Linked DNA regions of Gossypium hirsutum: region 1 is linked to region 2. The links are chromatin contacts, called in public Hi-C maps. All regions are on one chromosome and are shown on one strand. Each heading gives the region's core, a stretch centred on a gene start, on an enhancer-like site or on the middle of the called end of the contact. The rest is flanking DNA. Distances are from core to core; before and after follow the strand shown.

Evidence for each region. Hi-C and Micro-C count contacts between places; a contact is called where the count stands out from the background.
Region 1: a contact with region 2 is called in a Hi-C map of leaf, with 2.9 times the contacts expected there. The contact joins the enhancer-like site here to the promoter of LOC107957509 in region 2. A contact is called at or near these places in 2 of 34 Hi-C or Micro-C datasets (both in leaf).

The regions. Positions count from the first base shown.
Region 1 is chrA05:31,544,570-31,547,827 of Gossypium_hirsutum_v2.1, reverse strand. No RefSeq gene overlaps it. Among protein-coding and RNA genes, the nearest start is that of LOC107957503, 58 kb to the left of the region's middle. Within about 2 kb of position 1,412, at least 6 of the 9 cell types and tissues checked have an H3K27ac peak or open chromatin away from gene starts, as enhancers often do. A contact at or near this core is called in leaf, where this site is marked.
Region 2 is chrA05:31,302,097-31,305,449 of Gossypium_hirsutum_v2.1, reverse strand. LOC107957509 reads right to left here and starts at 1,735. Exons shown (of 2, transcript XM_016893030.2): 1 at 1,142-1,735. The coding sequence starts at 1,603.

The DNA of each region.
Region 1 (3,258 bases), core at 163-2,662, 240 kb before region 2:
TATTCTTTTATTTAAAAAGTAAGGAGAAAATATGAATAGTTTTAAGTATTATATATGTATAAAATAAAAAAAATAAAAAAACATTTTATCCCATAAATTTGGGTTAGATATTTTTTCTCGCAAAAGACATTTTTAGAGATAATGAATTTAACATAATATGATTTTTTATGCTTTGATGATATAGTAAATAAATATACAAATGTCCAATAAAATGTTTCGAATTTTGAGTAAGTGATGAATTGTTTAAGATTTGTATATAGAAATTGAAATTGTTTAAGATCTTAACTTACAAAGAGAGTATCTAAAATGTTCATTTAGGCACCCAATTAATTATGCCATTTCTCTTTTATCTTTTTTGTCAAATAATGTAACATGTTGTAAACATTTTAATCCAAAACTATAAATCCTCAACTTAATTATAAATTCAAAAAATATCTACTCTGAACTTGAAATTATAATCTTTAAGGTAGTGTTTGAAAAGCCACTTAGTAACTGAATTTGGGTGTAATTGTTTGTAATTATATAGGTGTGGCATGTTTGAGTATCCATTATAATAAGTAAGTTCCACTAAATTAAGTGTAATTGGAGCACCCTAATTACACTTTTTAAGTCACCCCAATTACACTTTCTAATTGACTTAAGATATTTTCATAGAAACCAAAATAACTCTCTAGAAGTCCTTTTGCTTTTCTCGCTCATTTTGTAAGTTCGAGGTAAGTGTTTTTTTTCGGTTACTATTGCCGGAGGTAGCCTTTTGGTTGGTTGTCGGTCCCTTTCCTTTCTTCCTCCCTCCTTCCCTTCTTTTTCTGTCTTCTTTCCTCCTCCCTTCTATCATTCCTTTTGTTATCTCTTTTTTTTTTCCATTTTGTTTCTTTCCCCATTGTTTCTCTACCTCCCCTTATTGGTGGGTCATGCATTGGTAGGATCCCCCTTCCTCATTGGCCTTTCGAGTATTGACACCCACCTTTCTCTTCTCCACCTCCTTCCGTTTCTTCCGTCCTTCCCCACCGTTTTATTTCTTTTTCTTTTTTCCCTCTTTTTGTTTCTCTCCGTTGTTGACTCCTCCTTTACTAGTTGTGAAGGTCAGCTTTCCCTTTTCTTGACATAATAAAGGTTCATTTGGTCTTCCTTCGTGGAGGTTTTCTCGTGCCCTAAAGGCTCGTATTTCTAAGATCTTATGTGTTCCGATTTCTCGACTCCTTCATGGCTCGTTTTGACTGTTTTTATTTTCTAGCAACTGCACATATGTTATTCTTAGGTTCGTTATATTGTGTCCATTGCCATTGGAGCAAGGTTATGGAAAGGGGCTCAATGGTTCAAAGTGACGTGTTCACTTTATTTACTAGTAGCCTTTTATCTAAGTGTGTTAGATTCCTTCAAAGAGTGGCTTGAATCCTGCTTTGCTCACTCTCACGTGGTGGAGGCCTGTTACACATAGTTTGCTTTGTTTGGTATGGCTTGACTTTATGTTAAACGTGCATACTGTACCTTTGGTTGTAATATCTTTTAAGCTTCCAATGTGTCTCGGATGAATCATATCCCTTTCTTTGTACTGATGTTACAATCAATGATATTATCCTTCAAAAAGGGATAGATCTCAAAAGTATGCATGAAATTCAGTCTAATGTGTAATTTTACACAATTTTACACATGAACTTTGATTTTGTACATTTTTATACATGAAATTTTGAGTTGATTTGATTCTAAAAAATTATTAACACAATTATTGAAATATCATCATTTTATGTTTATATATTGCATATAGAAATACTTATATTTATCCAATATAAAAATAAATTGATGTATTTATTTCTTCAAATGTGTATGATTGAATCAAAATTAAGGTTTTATGTATACATCTGAACCACGATCAAAGTTTCATGTTTATAATTGAACTAAATTAAAGTTCACGTGTCAAATTACACATTGAATCAAATTTCATGTGTAATTTTGAGATTTATCCCCAAAAAAAAAGAACAAAAAAAAATTATACTTTTCAATTATTAAGAGGGAGGGAGAAAATTCGAGTAATTACATTGGCAAACCCTCAAATTCAATTATTTTATTACTTTCCAAACACTCATACTATCATCGATGTTTTTTTTTAATTTAGATCAGTGGCTAAATCAATTAGATTACCAATTCCCTGATCCAATCAGTTTGATTAAAACATTATAAAATTTATAAAAATCTTGGTTCAACCAATTTTTTGGTTGGTTCAACCGATTCGTACCAATTCTTGATCTAACCAGTTCAAAGTCACTCTTTGGACTGATACACCAATCGATTCCCAATCCAATCAGTCTGTCCGGTCGGTCTAGTCTAGTTCCAACAACATTGATTGTCATACATGATTTAATTTTAAGAAATATTTTTTTTACAAGTTTAAGTTATAAATTTTATATTATAAGCATGAACACGAATGAGTATGTGAGATAATTATGACAAAAAATTCTAAGGTTACATTATAAATCTTAAAATTTATATTATAAAAATTAATTTATTTGTATTTTGTAAAACTAAAAAAAATTATATTATTTAAATTCTAAAAAATTTAAAATTATGGCTGAAAAACATATTATAAAAAATAAGTTATGTGTTATAAAAGACTAAAAGTGTTATAATATACATATTTATAATAAATGTTGGAAAAGTTATTGAACATTTTATAAACTTTTTTTTATAAAGGTTATATGTTATAAATTTTATAAAATTTTTACCTAATTTACGTATTATAAAAAGAGTTATAACCTATTATAAGTTTTTTTTTCTTTTCAAATTAGGTTTATTTAAGTTTTTATAAACAAAGCTATAGATTGTTTATGCTATGTGTTTGAAGATCAAGTTTGTTAAATGCAGTGGAAAATAGGTTTAAGGGAAAACCATAGCTTGAAAAAAATTTCAAACACAAGAACTTGGTTGTGTTATCTAAAATAATAAACACTTAATCAAACTCGTACCTTTATGATTCGTCTAGCATGAATGCTTCGACCGAGTACTCTTCTTCGCTATCCTCAAGCTCATGTTCGCTGAGTGTGAGCTCACTTCGAATCAGAAAATTTTTCACAAAATTATCAGTAAGGTAATTTTGTAATTTCTCTAAACTTCTATGGTCAAGTTCTAAATGTTAAAAATATCTCTAGAAATTTTCTTGAATAATTTCTTCGGAAAATTTTATCTCTACAACTTTTCTTTTATTTAAGCGTGTGTGAATAAATGACCGAGACTCTTTTTATATAGAGTGTAACGCCCCCAAAC
Region 2 (3,353 bases), core at 486-2,985:
GAGTAGGTTCAGACATTGGAAGGCTGAGTGTTTTGCAAACATCCAAATGCAAGCATACAAACAATAATTCTCTTTTTCATATACAAACAAAATGCATACACATATATATGTGCATATATAACTATAAGGCTTCTGTGAATTTATAGGAACTTATGAAAATGCTAAGCAACTGTATCTTAAAGGCTGTGCTCTTGAGCCATTATTGTAAGCTCTGCTTCAGAATGAAATATTATCTCCATTCATTTACTTTATCCTTTACAAAACCCTTAGTACAAAGACAAGCAAGCTTATTTCCAGTGGCTATAAAAACTCAAAACTTCATATCACTTCGTTGGTAAAGGAAAGTTCATATCACTGGGTACAATGAACATTCACATATCTAGATCATCGGTACTGTTTTGTTTTTCTTCTCCATCTAAAACCAACAAGTTTTTAGATTTTCCATCCCGAAACAATCCAAACAACCCGCAACAGAAATAAACGAATCACAGTCCAACAAGGAACTAGGCTCTGATTCATTGAGTACAAGTGTTTCATGTTTTAACAATAACAAGCTCAGTTGAAGAGGAGTTCAAGAAAAGCACTAGGTTCTGGACGAACAATAATATAGGATCTATGACATCAACTCATTCACACAAGAGGCTATATTTAATGGGCTTAATTAATTGCCTACATACATGGATGACAGAGAAACATATACTATAATCATAAAGATGACAAATAGCACAAAGCACCGATAGACAAATATTAAACCCGAGCCCTAAAACAAAACCCAATTTCTATGCTTCCTTTGTCTCATTAACCCCATATCTTACCAAACTCTTCTTCACATCTCTACAGAACCCATTTTAAATTGAGTAAAAAAAAACAATATCTAACAGGATCATCCAAACAAAGACATACAATTTCTAAAGTAAAACAAGCTGCTAATATTTAGAAAGGCAAGATACACCTACAGAATTGGATATTCATAGATATTAAGAAGATGACGCCATTCCATTGCCTAACATATTAAAATGATAAGGCATATGACACCTTAAATTGAGCTTTAAACTATCTCCTATGGCCTAGCAGGAAAGTGGTGAACTACATAAACAAAAGAAAAAACCTTAAAATGAGCAGAACCCAGTAATGTATTTACCGTTCTAAGCTGACCAAACTGCTCCTTGTCGTTTAAAAACTGCTTCATTTTATGGGTTCTGGGATTATGCACCCACATGGTACCGTCCATAATCTGAACCCCGTTTTCTTCACAAGCCTTTAGAATCTGATCAAACTCGGCCACGCTCAAGGCGACGGGCTTCTCCGTGAGCAGATGCTTCTTTTTCTGAGCCGTCAAAACAGCCCATTTGAGGTGGAGGCTAGTGGGTAAAGGCAAATAAACGGCGTCGATGTCGGGGTCGTCAAGAAGGGACTCGTAGGAGCCGTAGATCTTGGTGTCAGGTGGGAAGCCATTAGCCTTGGCGAAATTGGCGGCTTTGTCGAAGGAGCGGCTGGCAACGGCGGAGACAGTGGCGTTAGGAGCAAGCTGGATAGCTCGAGAAACTTTGCGGGCTATCTCGGCACACCCAATGATTCCGAATCTGATCGGAATACCAGCCATCGTTTGGCTATCAGGAAGAGAGAGATGATCAGAAGGATACTATTTGTAGTCAGTGTACCGCAACACCGATATTGTTATCCGACTTCGTATTCGAGTTTTTTCGCCAATAAATAGTGATATTTAAATACTAGAATGTTGTAAATTATCTTTTAAAAAGGAAAATATAAAATTAAATTAGAGTAATATAAATAGATATTAGTCTTTGATACTAGGTGTATTTTTTTATTTCCCATTTATAGAAAATTATTTGGTTGTATAATAAAATATAAAAAAATAAATTTTTTTTAAAATTATTTGTGAAATAAAAAATATAATAATTCTTTTTATTATTTTTAATTTATGAAAGATATATTTCCATGAGCCGAACCCTCAAATGCTTTTTTTTTCTTCTGAAATATTATTTTTCCTTGTTTAACCAAGCTTAATAAGCAACTAGTTGGTGGTATGTTTTGATTGGAGGGTAGATTGTTTATAATGTGATTGTTTTAAGGGCAGTGCATATGATGCCATGGAAGCATTATGTATGGGTGATTAAGAATTTGTACAGAACAGGTTCATTGTCTATCCAATCCCACTGATCACAAATTTGTTTTATTAGGCTGGAGATACAGCATCTGCAAGGCGGTATGATTTGTTTGAGCTGCATGCTCCCGGCTGAATTTAGAATTTCTTCAAGGAGTGACAAGATTTTAATTATAATTTTTCATTAAAAAATTATAAATTTATCATGTATTCATCATCTTTTAAGGTATTAAATAGAAATTTTTTTATTTTTAGGAGGGTTAAAATGTAATTTTATTATATATTAATTTATAATTTTTCTATTTATAAGAAGATTGAATTGAAAAATTTTCAATTTAAGAAGACCAAAATATAATTTCACTAAAATTAATTTATAAATTTTCTATTTATAATAAGACTAAATTGATTTTTATTTTATTTTTTGAGAGGCCAAAATCTTTGTCTCCCCATCCTAAAATTCGTCTCTAGACATATGATTGTTTAAATTAGATTAGATCAATCGATCAGATTAAAAAATTAAAAAATTGTAAGGTATTAATTCAAAAATTGATATTAAATTAATTAAATTAAATTTTTAAACATCTTTTATTTTTATAATCTTCAATAATTTATTAAATTAAACCATACAAAATCACTAATTTTCTCATGAGCTTACCCGAACCATATTAAGGCTCTAGTGGCATAATTCTATTTAAAGTTTACAAACATATATTACAAGAAGTACAATTATAATAGTTATTATGTGTTTTGAAAATTGAAATTATTAAATTATTTTAAAGATTATAAAAGGAATTCCACAGTCGCCGATTAACAAAACTTTTTTAATAATTTCAGTGATTTAAATCAAAATTTTCTATAAATAATTAGATTATATTACATGGGTGAAAAAAATGATATAATAAACTTATAAAAAATTTGAAAAATTTTAATTAAAATGGTAAATTTGAGATAATGAATATAATGATGTTTTAGGCTTTATTTTTATTTTGTGCATGTATTTTTTAAAGATATAATTACTTATTTGGTGTTTCCAACTTTTTAAAAAAAATTAGTTTTCAATTTAATTTTGTATCTGTTTTAGTGTTCAAACTTATACTGTTTGTCAAATTCTTTAAAAATAAATAAAAAAATATTCACATTTGTTAATTTTATACATGGATTGTCAAGTAAATGTCAAATCAATAATTAATTAATTTTTTAAAATTAATTAATTTTAAATATTTAAAAA